4 separate regions of the Mus musculus genome follow, and regions 1, 2 and 4 are each linked to region 3. A link is a contact called in public promoter capture Hi-C data. All regions are on one chromosome and are shown on one strand. The core of a region is the stretch at or near the end of the contact, and the rest is flanking DNA. Distances in the headings are between cores, read along the strand shown.

Region 1 (3,485 bases), core at 28-2,527, 400 kb before region 3:
CCCTACAGTAACATTAAATTTGAATTAAAGGATACCGTTATTTAAATAAGCAGTTGGCATTTTGTAGAGGGAAGGCCAACGAACACTGACTATTAAACAGCTATCCATCACTGCGCTGTTCTGCTAGTCCTTATTTACTTATAATATAGAAATGAAGAGGCAGCAACAGTTAGCCACATTAACCACTCAAGCAAAGGTTACCTAAAGAAAATGACCTTACATTTTCCTACACCACTATACAGCTATAGATTATTTTCACATATATGACCTCATATAGTCCTCACTACCTCTCTGATGTGGCTATTATCGACTACACCGCATAGATAAGAAACTGAGGCTCCGTCCGAGATCTCCTCAGTGCGAGATTTTCTCAGTCGCCCAGTCGGACCCAGACATTCTGATTATGCCGCACGCATTATGCCGCACATTTCGCATAGTTCTATTTAAGGCACAAACAGGATTTTTAAAGGGAAGGAACCGGTTAAGGGGGAAATAATCATGGTACCTGCAGCTCTATGCTGCAAAAAATGGCTGAATTATGCTTCTTCCTTTTTTTCTCCTCTCTCTCTCTCTCTCTCTCTCTCTCTCTCTCTCTCTCCCCCCTCCCACCAGAAAAAAATTTACATTTCAAACAATTTAAGTAAACTCAAAAGACAAATTAGCTCCCAGCATCTACAAAATGTTTGAGTGCGGCCAGTGCGGTGAGGGCCACGGAACCCGTGCCTTCCTCGGGGCCGCGAGCAAAGCCTGGGCTCCGCAGGCCGGCGGCCAGGGGCGGCTACGCACCTCGGGGGTCCTGTCCAGCCTCTAGTGGACGGCAGTCTGCATCAGGAAGAAGTGGGCCAGTGGCCGAACGGTGGGAGGGTCGGGCGCCGGGATGGACCGCGATAGCTCCTCGAACCTCTACAAGGGGCCGCTCCCTGGCCGGGCCGGAGCGCTCCGGCGCCGGGCGAGCTCGCAAGCCCGAGGCCCCCCGAGAAACAGTCCTGGGAAAGAAGACAGCGGTTGAGTGGCGAGTCCAAACAGTTGGGCTAGGCGTGACGCGCGCGGCGTCGGGGCCGGGGCCCAGCCTCGCCAATACCGGGGGATGTCGCGGCACTGCACGGGGCTCGGCTGGAGAGGCGACTCAGGACCACCAACTGGGGGACAGCTGAGGGGGCCGAGGGCAACAGAAACGCCAGCGGGAACCACATACACGACGGCGTCTCCGGGTTTCTGCCCCCAAAGCGCGCGGAGCCTCGGGATCACCCACGCCGGGGGTGGAGGAAAGCGGGAAAGGGGCGGGAAAGGGGCGGGGCGTGAGAGGGCCACGAGCCAGGGGCCGCTCCGGGCCTCGCGCCCCCTGCGGGCCGAGGGAGCCGCCCGGGGCCCGCCCAGGGGGGCGGGGCCCACGGGCTAGGGGCCCGGGCCAGGGTCTCGAGGACGCAGAGCCGAGCCTGTCCCCGAGAGAGGGCGGGGACTGGAAGCCGTGGGTTAGGGAGCAGGCCTGGGAGGCCCCCTTAGCCCCTGAAGGCGCCCCGTGGGGGCCGGCGCGCCGCCTGGCGGGTGTTTACCTTCCCCCTGGTTGAACGCCAATGCCGCCATCTTTCAGCCCAGGCGCGTCACTTCCGGCGCCACGGAACGGGAGCCGGTGTGGGAACCGGGTAGAGGGAGGGTTGTCCCACGCCAGCTGCGCGCCTTGCCCCAGAGGCGGGCCTGCTACTGTAGTGGGGTTGGGGGGTGACGCGGCGGGGCCGGGGCCAGAGAGAAAGGAGGTAGAGGGGCTCTGCAGGAGGGATCCGCTGAGGTTGACCCTCAGAGCCCTGCCGTCGAGGCTGGAGAGACTCGGCCGTGCACTTCCACCCCTGCAGCAGGGTCACTCCGCCTGGCCCGGAGGTGGGCCCCGTGGCGCTGCAGCGAACACACAGTGCGCAAGTTGAGGGCTAGGAAACCTGGAAAATTCCATTTTTGCATCTTGCACACCGTCGGATGAGGGGAGTTTTGCCAATGGTACCTGTTATAAAAGTGACTAGGTGGACGCCAAATGGCAATCATTTTTTATAAGGCAATTTGCAATGAATCATTGCGTCACGGTTCCACTTAGCTTATCGCATGCAAATTACATGTTTCACATGCAAATTTCCCAGAGATGGAAAGAGTCATCGAAAATGGCATTATCTTCACCAAAGGTAGAAAAGTACGAGCTAAAAAAGCGGGTTTGTTTTGCATCAAAATAGGCAAGAAGGAATATACAGAAGGCACCAATTTCAGTTGTTCCTTGAGGAGGGGTCTGTTTGTTTTACAAATCTGCTCTAGAATTCTAGGTCATGGCTTTTAAATACTACCCTTACTTGATTTAAGAAAATGGAAATACACTGTAAGACTTTTGTAAATTTATTATATATCTCTGTAAGAGAGCTGTAGATGACAAATACACAGTTGAAGCCACTGGTTCTACGACCAGTTAAAAATTAAGACAACCGTTAACCATTTCTGATCTTAACAGATCTCTTTGCTTCCCCTGTCTCTAGCTCCACCACCGAAGCCCATCCCCCACCCCCACATCGCCACTTCTCTCTAAATGAATATCCTGATGAACTTTTCAAGAGACTGTGACTAAAAGTGATCAGTATCTCTTTCTAACAAACTTGATTAACATGCCACATTTCCCAAGAGGCCAAAGTAGCACATCGTGTACTGTTTTGCTGAAGTACACTACTTCATTGTAAAAATAATTATTATTTTGAAAATAGGAAATAATCTCTTTTCTGACTTAAACACTGAAAGTTCAAAACTTGTCTCACCTATTCTGTTTTTTCCAGTAGCCCCTTTAATGCCTTTATTTGTGTTGGTTATTTTTAAATCCTAGCTGGTTGGGTGGGTGAGCTGGCTCAGCAGGTAAGGGTGCTTGCCACAAGAGTTCTAGCCTCAGGATCCACAGAGTGGAAGAGAGAACTCTCTTCACTCACAAGTTGTTCTCTGACCTTGACATGTGTCATGCCTGCACACATACACACTTAAACAAAAGATAGTAAACAAAAGATAGTAACAAGATCTTAAATTCTAGTTTGCTATCTTTGTATATTACTGCTTGATTACCCCAGAATGTATTACCTTAAAACAACACATTTAAAACTTAAACTATAAAATTAACTTTCAATTGCACACATTCAATGTCTGAATTTTATGTTTTATATGTCATAAATAGCTAAAAGAGTTGAATTTTTTTACATTAACTAACAGACATGCATTTTAAGCTATACATTACCATAAGTGAGTGATCTGTCTAGAGGTTTCTTTCTGTTTCTGACTTGGAAAACAGACGTGTTTGTCTGGTGTAATAGGTATGTATAACAGTGAGTGGTGTCACAACGTATTCTGATCAGTATACACATTCTCTGGCGTCATGTGATCTCATCTGGCATTTTCTTCTGTTGCTCTGCCCAAAATCTTTTCAAAACGACTTTCCTGTTTCTGAAAGTGAAGGGTTTGTTTGTTTGTTTGTT
Region 2 (3,129 bases), core at 389-2,888, 380 kb before region 3:
TGGCCAAACATTACATATTTTTATGAAAAAATACCTTAATTGACTGCTATAGCTATTTAGAATGTAAAATGAAAAAAACTGAATATAAGATAAAATCAAAAGGTAAAGGTATAAGGTTAAAGAGGGAAGCTATGGTGGCTCACACCTTTAACCCCAGCACTTGAGAGACAAGTCCTGTATAGTGAGACCCTGTCTCAAACAACAAAAGGTAAAGTTAAAGCCAGGCGTGGTGGCGCACGCCTTTAGTCCCAGCACTTGGGAGGCAGAGGCAGGTGGATTTCTGAGTTCGAGGCCAGCCTGGTCTACAGAGTGAGTTCCAGGACAGCCAGGGCTATACAGAGAAACCCTGTCTCGAAAAACCAAAAAAAAAAAAAAAAAAAAAAAAAAAGGTAAAGTCAAATAAAATACCTTTACTAGATTAGAATACACTACATTTTAGCATTTTGGTTTCTACCATTATTTTTTTTAAGATTATTTATCATATGTATGTGAATATGCTGTCACCGTCTTCAGACACACCAGAAGAGGGCACTCTATCTCATTACAGATGGTTGTGAGTCACCATGTGGTTGCTGGGAATTGAACTCAGGACCTCTGGAAAGGCAGTCAGTCAGTGCTCTTAGCCTCTGAGCCATCTCTCCAGCACCCTGCCACTACTTAAGAACTATGTCCTTAGCCTTAATTTTAAGACAGCGTCCTTATACACAGCCCAGGTTAGCCAGTTCGTGTTTCTGCCTCTTGAGTGCGGAGATTACGTAGGAGCCAGCACTCACATTAAACATCACTTATTTTTAACACAAGAGGAAAAATAAGATGTCTAATGGAGGGTTTCCAAGATTCAGCTTCAGAAAAAAAAAAGTCTGTGGACACCCGGCTTCCAGGCTACATTCACGCGGATACAGACTAATGTCACCATACACCATCTCACTGGCCTTAGAAATTTCTCTAGCGATCAAGGGGTAGGGGAGGTGAGGGGCGGGGGCGAGGTCGGAGAGGACTGGACTCTTCCTCCATCATCTCATCCTCGAACCCTTCCCCAGATCTCCGCGCGAGGGCGCTCTGTGCGAGCTCGCTGGGGACCGCTCCGGTCGAGCGTGGCCAGCCTAGCACGCGGTGCGGTCCAGAGCTCCGGCAAGGCGGAAGAGAACGCCGAGCTGATATAGCTCTATCGCTTTAGTAGATTATAGAAATGGGGAAAACAAATAAATCAATGGAATCAAACAAAAGAGACATTTCTGATTTACACCCAAATGTAAAGACGCCGGCAAGTCTTTTCGGCCAGCTCCCAGCCCCCGCCTCCAAAAGGAAACGGAAATGATTTCTCCGTTCTGAGCTGCGCAGTGTCACATCGATAACCTTCCCCTCGAGGGGCCTTTCCTGGGGCTGCCCTGAGTCTTGCCTGCACAGAAATCCAACAGGACCGAGACGGATACGTTCTGAAACTTTGTATCCTGTTTTCGAGTCAGGTCGCCCGGCGTTCCTGCGCAAATTCAAACAGAGAGAAGTCCGAGCAGTCAGGTCAGTGCTGCATTCGCCATCATTTTCATCAGGTCTATGCCGCAGTCCGCCTTCCCGCCGCTTCCCCTTCGCTCCGCCCAAGGGGCCTACGGTATGTCAGGCGGCTGCCGAGCATTTTCCTTTTCTCTCCGAGCAAGATGGCTGGGGGTGAGGGTGGAGTGACTCTCGGTCAGCCCCATCTTTCCCGACAGGATCTCGCCACATTGGTAGGCCCTGGCTTTGCGGCGGGAGCAGCCCAGTGATCTTGGGGGGTGGGAATGGAGCATCGGAGGGCCTGGAGATGAGGTGGTTCCTGGGTGGCTGGAGCGTGGGCTGAAGGAGCCATCCTAGAGCTGGGCCAGCTAAAGCCTTAGCGTCCAAGGCGTGCGTGCCAGCTCTACCGCCAGTACCTTGTCTAGTCCCCAAACTGGGGAACGATTGTGAGACTTGGAATTCCTGGAGTTAAGCTTTGTTAATAAACAGAATGGAGATGATTAATATAGCGTAGAGTGTATGCTTAGCATCCACGCAGCCCTGAGTTCCATCCGGAGAGGCGCACGCCTGTAATCCTAGCACTTAGGAGATGAAAATAGGAAGATTAGAAGATAAAGGACATTTTTGGCTCTATATCTGGTTGGAGGCCAGTATGAGACTAACGAGACTGTTAAAAAGTTGTTAAGGTTTAAGTCTGTAAAGGATTGGAAATTGGACTATACTGTTCACTGTGTTAGACATTTGAGGACTTGTTATGACTCCAGTATTTGGTGGCCTTTCATCGCCAGACCTCTCTTAGTGAGTGGACTTGTCTTAGTGTGACAATGACACTATAGTCATTATAGTCTTCCCAGTCTTAACAGCATGTTGCCGGCGGGGGGGGGGGGGGGGGGGGGGGCTTTAGCAGGAGAAGAGAGCTGTTCATACGGAGCATACAGTTGTACCCGAGGAATATAAAGTCAAGGGAAAACTTGTGGTTTGTATTGATTATATTTTACAATATATTTCTTTTCAGGATGTTACCAAGTTGACACCACTTTCACATGAAGTTATCAGCAGACAAGCTACAATTAATATTGGTAAGATAGCTTGAAGACTTACTTGACTTACAAGTAATTTTAACCCTTTCTTTTATGTAATTCATTGAGTAATGTGGACATTTATTTGGAAATTGTCCTGAGTAGGTCAGTGTGTCAAAAGAATGCTGTGGTACCCTTACTAACAAAATATTGCTACTTTTTTTTTTTTGAGATATGTATGAAAGAAAAGTTTCATAGTCCAAGGTAGTATGTAATCATAGAGTAGTGAATTATGAGGTACAAATGCACTTTGCTGCCATACGGGATAGTTTATGGCAGTTTTATTTGATATATAAGCTATAATTAAGTCCACTTCTTTCCTCCCCCTTAATTGGCGCCTAGAACTGTTGAGGTATGAATTGGTATTGCTTGAGTATGAATAGGGTATGGTTGGGTTTTTGATGTTGGATTTGGGGAGGAAGTGAGACAGGCTTGCTATGTGTTCCGGCTAGCTATTCTAGGGAGACTGCCTAGCTTGGCATTCACTATGAAGTCTGGGCTGACTTTTAAGTCAAGGCAATCCTTCTCCTCAGACTTCTGAATACAAGGGTTATGAGTG
Region 3 (3,149 bases), core at 228-2,727:
GAAGAGCACAGGACGTCTCTGAAGGCACGTGCTGTTTTTCTTTCAATTCAAAGAGCAGAAGCCCAACAGTTTCATAAAGCAAAGAGGCGCTACATAGCCAAATGAAGGCATGAAACTTTCCACTAATAATCAGACCAAGAAGAACTTTTACCTTTTTTTTTTCTAGTTGAGCTTTACACATTAACAAAAATTAATGTTTTGTGGTAACAGTTAAAAGCAAGCAGTAGTTCCTATATCCACATTAGGAAATACTGATTTCATATACTGAGCCATGAATTTAAGCTCACTGTCATAGAAAGACAATCTAGCACAATGTAATATATAGATTCCTGCACCAAAGTGGTAGTAGTGGTGAAACTGAGTCAGGGTTTTGTGATGGGGAGGGGTTGTGAAAGACACTGGTCAGTGGCTCTAATTTTTTTCCCTTCGTTGTTTTTTTTTGTTTGTTTGTTTTTTGGTTTTTTTGTTGTTGTTTTTTTTTTGTTTTTTTTTTTTTTTTTTTTTTGAGACAGGGTTTCTCTGTGTAGCCCTGGCTGTCCTGGAACTCACTTTGTAGACCAGGCTGGCCTCGAACTCAGAAATCTGCCTGCCTCTGCCTCGTGAGTGCTGGGATTAAAGGTGTGTGCCACCACGTCCGGCTCAGTGGCTCTAATTTGAGCCTTTCCAATGGATGTGTATGTTTGGGCAATTAAATATTTGTTACTAATCCCGACAACTGTCTCGGGGCAAGTGGATCTAGGTTCATGGAAACCAAGTGTTAATGACCTTCGTTTGTAATGGATTCCTTCAAAGGTCTTAGTGGTGAGAGAGGCATGAAACAGTGATCTAAGGATGCTGTTATTGGCCCAGTTGGTAAAGAGGGGTCTAGGACCAGGAACCACAGCCAGTGACGTAACAATACTGTTTTGTAACAATCCTGTCCAAAGGTATTCACCCGGAGTGAAGGTGGGCAGTCAGTGAGTAGAGCTTCCGAGGACAGGTTAATTGCTAATATACTGAATCCTGTCGCGTGTAATGTTTGTGTGTGTAGGGGGAGGTGGGGGTGGGACCAGTAGCTTCCACTTAATTCTGTAATTAATTGTTGGAAGCGTAGGACCACATGGAACAACTTAAAGCTGAGGAGTCAGCAGATCTGAGGAGGGCCTTCCGGAAGAGGGGCCTCGGGTTGGGGAGGTCTAGAGCCCCTAAAAATAGCTCAGGCGTGGGCTCCCAATGGCCTTCAAGTCTCGGAGCACTTCTCAAGACTTGATCCGGGGCGGGACCTGCAGGAACGGAGCTGGCTGGTACCAGCCCGAGACCCAGGAGGTTTGTGTGCGTGTTACCGGGGCTTTAAGGAAGCTTAGGCGGCGGCGGCAGCCAATCAGCAGCGCGCGCGTGCAGCCGCGTACCCCTTAGCGCCCCTCACATCCCACGCGCGCCGCGTACGTGCGGCGGCAGATCCCGCCTTTTTCAGGCGGGGCTTGGGAAGCCGCGGGCAGCCGGCCACGGCCGCCCAACTGCTGCCCGGTACTTGTGTAGGTGTCGCGGCAGGCGAGCAGCTGCTGGCGCCAAGGCCGAGCCCCAGGTAGAGGTAAAGCCCCGCCGGCGCCGCCTCCTCCTCGCGGCTAGGCGGCGGTGACCGCCTCGGCTCCGGTCCCGGACGGCTCGGCGGATCTGCACACTGCTCTAGTGAGGATGCGGCTCTTCTACCGGCTGCTCAAGCAGCCGGTCCCCAAGCAGATCGAGCGCTACTCCCGCTTCTCCCCGTCGCCACTGTCTATCAAACAGTTCCTGGACTTCGGTAAGTCTGACTCCTTGGAGCCACCTCCAAGGCCCCACGGGAGTGAGGGAGACGCCATCCTTGTCCTGCCCGTAGTTGGGGCTCTTACTTAAGCTTCTGGGCAAATTCCGTGAGAAGCTCCGGGAGGGGTGATGGGGATGCATGCCTGAGGGCCCTCCTGGGGCATAGGTTTCGGGTTTCGGGAAGTGGAGGGGCAGGGCCTGACACCCTCACGCCCAGCTTCGTCCAAGGACCCTCATTCCACTCAGAACTCTCCAGCTATTCATTACGAGCTTCAAATCTACTTGACTCAAACCGCACTCTCCTGAAAACTTCAGAAAGAGAACTCGTAAACGTTTTTATTTTTAGGCGTTTTTAATGGTTGTGTAAGATGTGTTTAGAAACACCTTGAGGTTGAGTAAATCACGTAGTGGCGTTTTGTTCAAAATTTTCTGCTGAAAGGTGTTGGGTAGCCTTGAGTGGCAGGACCTGAACGCCATCATTATGATTCTGACTTCAAAGCAGTCAGAGTCTTGGGTAAGAGCTGACCTGTGGGCTCCTGGCTACAAAGCAGGGGTTCTAGGACAACTCCAGCCTAAGTGTGAGCACCTTTCCTTACACCCTTTTGGCAGCTGGGCTAGTACTTCATTTTACATGGATTGGGATGGGAATGGAGAGGACCCCCAATAAAGTCTGAGGCCTACTTAGATGGGAATAGGTTCTGCCACCTTCCATGAACTGATCAATTATGTTTCCCCCAGAGAATGTCATTCTAACTCCAGCAGGCCGAATGCGGTTATGAAACACCTGAAATAAAACAAATATGGAACTCAGCATCCCCCCAAGGAAACTCAAGATGACTTAGGCTCTCAAAGCCTAGATCTGTTGAATTCATATGATTTAAATGTCATGGGATGGTATCAGTTGGATATAAAAATGCAAAATAGGTACAACCTTCTGGGAGGACCAGATATGCAAAATATGGTGTTGTCTATATTTGGGGGAGCAACACAGGGGATGGAAAGAGGTACAGGTTAGAGGTTGAAGCTGATGCCAAATTAAGTTTTAGAAGCTAAGTTACCAAAGATAGATGATGAAAATCTAAGGTGAGGGTGAAGTTGGCCTTTGCATCTTAAGTTTCATTTTCAAAAGCTTTTCAGTAGTTGGACTCTACTCCCTCTGGCTATGTGTAGAATTTATGTATTTATTCTTAAACATTTTATCTATGCACGAACTTGTTTGTGTGGCCACACGTATCATGGTGTATCTGTAGGATCAGAGGGGAACTTGGGGGAGTTGGTTCTCTCCTCCTGGCATGTGGGTCCCAGAGATGAGACAGGTCCTGACTTCACAGCTTAGAATGAAAACGTTGCTATTGCTATCAATAGGC
Region 4 (3,287 bases), core at 249-2,748, 290 kb before region 3:
TACCTAAGAGAGCACACACACACACATACACACCACACCACACCACACACGCACGCGCGCTCACATTAAGTAGAGGCCCTTAGGTGTGTGTGTGTGTGTGACAGAATCTCACTGAATATACCACAGTCTGGCCTGAAACTTGCCAAAATCCTTTTTGGATTGTGGACATTACAGGTTTGAGTTATCATGCCTGTCTCCCTTTTAAAAACAATTTTATGATTGTAAGCTGATGAAACAATTTACATTCTTAGAATATGTTTAAAGACACCTCACCCCAGTTTGCAATTTGCTTTATCCTTTTTGTTCTTTAAAGATGTCTTAACTATGGGAAAACAGCTATCAACACTGTCTACCAATATGTCAAGCTGGGTGTCTGAGCACACGTCTGTGATCCCAGCACTTGGGAGGCCGAGGCAAGAAATTGGCTATATCCCGAAATATCCACTGTCTTATGTCCCCCAGTACACCACAAAAAGTTCTATCATGTTAGAGTCTACAGTAATGTACAAACTATATAGTTTAATGTTTTTCGGTGGTAGTGGCCCATGCCTTTAATCTTAGCGCTTGGGAGGCAGAGGCGGGTAGATCTCTTGAGTTCAGCCTTGTCTACAAAGTTAAGTTTCAGGACAGCTAGGACTACTCAGAGAAACCCTGTCTGGCAAAAAAAAAATGCCACATAGTGATCTGGATTGAGAAAAACACAAAACTCCTATTTTTAAGTTTATAAATATTTTGTTGAATCAGATACTTTCACTTCTTTATCTTCTTAAAGTTTAAGAGACTTAAGAATTTTATTTAAAAAAATCTCGATAATTGTAGAGTGTTATAGCATTATTACATACATAAAAGTTATGATCCATAGACTTCCAGTGTAACACACGTGTAGTTTCTATAGCACTAAAAATCTCTATTCTCTGCAGTGTGCTAAAGGCTTCAAAATGTACCTAACCCCCCCCCCCATAAAAAGAGACCAATTTGGCTTCCCGACAGAAAGCTTATTTATTAAAAAAAAAATTACCGGGTTTGGTTGTTATTCTAGGTACCCCCCCAACACTCTGCCTGCACCATTCAAATTGGCAAGGCCATTTTCATTTTGTTTCAAAGTTGTTTTTTTTTTTTTTTTTTTTTTTAAAGGGAAGGCAGGGGACGGCGAGGGTTGCTAAATTTATCTTCATCCCCAGGCACCGGGGATGAAAACACACACACACCGCACACACACACATTTACGGCGGGAGGGGGGTCTGCGGGCCTGCAAACAACTCGAGCCACCGCCTCAGGCCGGGACCCTCGCGGAGAGGCGGTAGGTGTCCCCGAAGGCCCCCGGGGGGTGGCCGCGGCCCACAAACATGGTGGGGGGTGGCCCGGGCCTCCCGCCTCTCGACGGTGTCGGTGGGCCACGGCCTCGTGCGGATTTTACAGCCGAGGCGGCGGCGGCGGCGCGTGTGTGGCGGCGGTGGCGGGCGGGAGCGCGGAGGTGGAAAGAAGGGGGGCGCTGTCACGGAAACTCGGGCCGCCGGAGACCCCGCCGCAGCGAGGCCACTGGGCTCCCCGGTTGCGGGGCGTGAAGGGCGCCAACCCGGGGCGTCAGCGGGACCCACCGGGCGGAGGAGGGGGCCCAGCTACCCTTCCGCATTTTCCTGGGTCTCTCTCCCCGGCGGTGACGTGACGTGCTGACGGCGGGCCCGTGCCGGGGAGCTGGGCCGCTTTTTGTCAGCTCCGAGCTCGGCCCCTCCTCCCTCCCTCCGCCCGCCCCACCAGCCGGAGCCCGGCCCAGTGCTCCAGAGAAAGGCCGGCCTGCAGCACCCGCCACCGTCGCCGACCGCCGCACGACCGTCCGGTGAGTCCGGGGCGCCACTGCGGCCGTAGGGCCTGGTGCGCGCGCGGCGGCCTGCTCTCGGCCTGCTCGGCGGCCCGCAAGGCGCCCTCCCGCGCTAGGCCGGGCGGCGTGGCGCGCGACGCCGAGCAGGCCCCGAGGAGGCCGCAGTTAGGCCCGGGGTGGCGCCCGGGCGCTCAGAACGGCGGTCGAGGCGCGTTCTGGAAACGGGCGGGGACCGGGGCAGTGCCGCCCGGCGGTTGGGGAGGCGGCTGAGGGGTCCCGGGTGGGCGACGTGGCCGACCCGGGGCACCGTGCGGGGGCGAGGCCTGGCGAGGAGGCTAAGGCTGCAGGCATGAGGTGAAGGCCGCAGGCCGGCCCGGCCGATTTTCGCTATGTAAATATCGGCGAGGGGGGGGGGAAGAGGGACGGGGGACAAGATGGCGGCCGGCCGGCGCCTGCTGCAGGCTACGACGGAGGGGGTTGCCGGGAGGGGGAGCCGCCATTTTGAAGGCGGCGTCTGAGGAGAAAATTCCGCTACAGCCCGTGAGGGGGGGTGTGAGAGCGGGCCGCGGCGGCGCTAGCTACGGGGACCGGAGCCCGGGCGCGGCGTCGAGTGTGCGCGCAGGGGCGTGTTCGCTCCCCATGGCGGCCATTGCCCTCGTCGCCATGATGAGCACTTGGATCCCAGGCGCTTGGCGGCAGCGCCACCTTCCTGCCCAGCCTCCCACAGCCCCGTGACTGGCTGCTGTTTCCGCTGTGTTTCAGTTGAGCTGCCGCAGGCGGCCATCGCGGCCGTCTTGGCGCTGGAGCCACCTCATCTGTATGGCCCCGGGGCTCCGAGCCTTTTCCCGGCGCTTTGCTGCCGCTTCAGGGTGATCTGCCGCGGTGGCAGTAGTGGAGCCGGAGACATTTTCTTAGGACTTTATTTTCTCAGAGGTAGATAGACGTGGCCGTTAGGGTGACCCTGGTGCGGTGCTTCTCCGCCAATCGTTGCTTTCACGACTCTGTGAATAAAGAAAGAAAAGTGATGGGAAAGTTCTCACCACTCTTTTGACCAATAGGGGGAAAAAGGCATCCTACGAAAGCGGAAGACTAGCATATCGGAGGGAAGTTTTTGTGTTCCTTTCTGTGGAAACAAGTTTCTTGGGAGGCTGCGTTTGAATTTTGGTATATATATTTATTTATTTAACTGAGGAAAATTAAAGGGCAGAAAGTTATTTTCTTATCCAACGATGTAATGTGACGTATTAGCTAGCTTTCGTTGATTCGCTGTGGTAGCCCGTTTGTGAGGTTTTTAGAGTGGAATCGCACCCCATGAAATTTCTTTCGATCTCACCCGGTACAACTTTGCTGGTAACCTCGGCGTCCCATGCCGGCTGTGCTAGGTGCTGAGAAAGAGTAAGGAGGGTTCTTGTAAGTGGTGGCTGTGGGAGGCTTGTTGTTCAGAAGTAGAAGAGCAAATGTTGAACTG

Evidence for each region. Promoter capture Hi-C pulls out the DNA fragments that hold promoters and counts their contacts. Capture Hi-C pulls out chosen DNA fragments and counts their contacts.
Region 1: a contact with region 3 is called in a promoter capture Hi-C map of neutrophils, with 4 times the contacts expected there. The contact joins the promoter of Klhl15 here to the promoter of Pdk3 in region 3. A contact is called at or near these places in 2 of 39 promoter capture datasets (neutrophils and pre-B cells) and 1 of 484 Hi-C or Micro-C datasets (embryonic stem cells).
Region 2: a promoter capture Hi-C map of pre-B cells shows a contact between it and region 3, with 2.9 times the contacts expected there. The contact joins the promoter of Eif2s3x here to the promoter of Pdk3 in region 3. A contact is called at or near these places in 1 of 39 promoter capture datasets (pre-B cells) and 1 of 484 Hi-C or Micro-C datasets (liver).
Region 4: a promoter capture Hi-C map of adipose tissue shows a contact between it and region 3. The contact joins the promoter of Zfx here to the promoter of Pdk3 in region 3. A contact is called at or near these places in 2 of 39 promoter capture datasets (the C10 cell line and pre-B cells), 3 of 484 Hi-C or Micro-C datasets (CD4 T cells and embryonic stem cells), 1 of 115 datasets of contacts at active chromatin or transcription factors (microglia) and 1 of 9 other capture datasets (adipose tissue).

The regions. Positions count from the first base shown.
Region 1 is chrX:94,232,722-94,236,206 of GRCm38.p6, reverse strand. Klhl15 (kelch-like 15) reads right to left here and starts at 1,277. Exons shown (of 3, transcript NM_001039061.1): 1 at 787-1,277.
Region 2 is chrX:94,211,160-94,214,288 of GRCm38.p6, reverse strand. It overlaps Eif2s3x (eukaryotic translation initiation factor 2, subunit 3, structural gene X-linked), which reads left to right and starts at 1,638. Exons shown (of 12, transcript NM_012010.3): 1 at 1,638-1,724; 2 at 2,507-2,570. The coding sequence starts at 1,656.
Region 3 is chrX:93,830,478-93,833,626 of GRCm38.p6, reverse strand. Pdk3 (pyruvate dehydrogenase kinase, isoenzyme 3) reads left to right here and starts at 1,477. Exons shown (of 12, transcript NM_145630.3): 1 at 1,477-1,780. The coding sequence starts at 1,675.
Region 4 is chrX:94,121,618-94,124,904 of GRCm38.p6, reverse strand. It overlaps Zfx (zinc finger protein X-linked), which reads left to right and starts at 1,498. Exons shown (of 9, transcript NM_001044386.1): 1 at 1,498-1,837.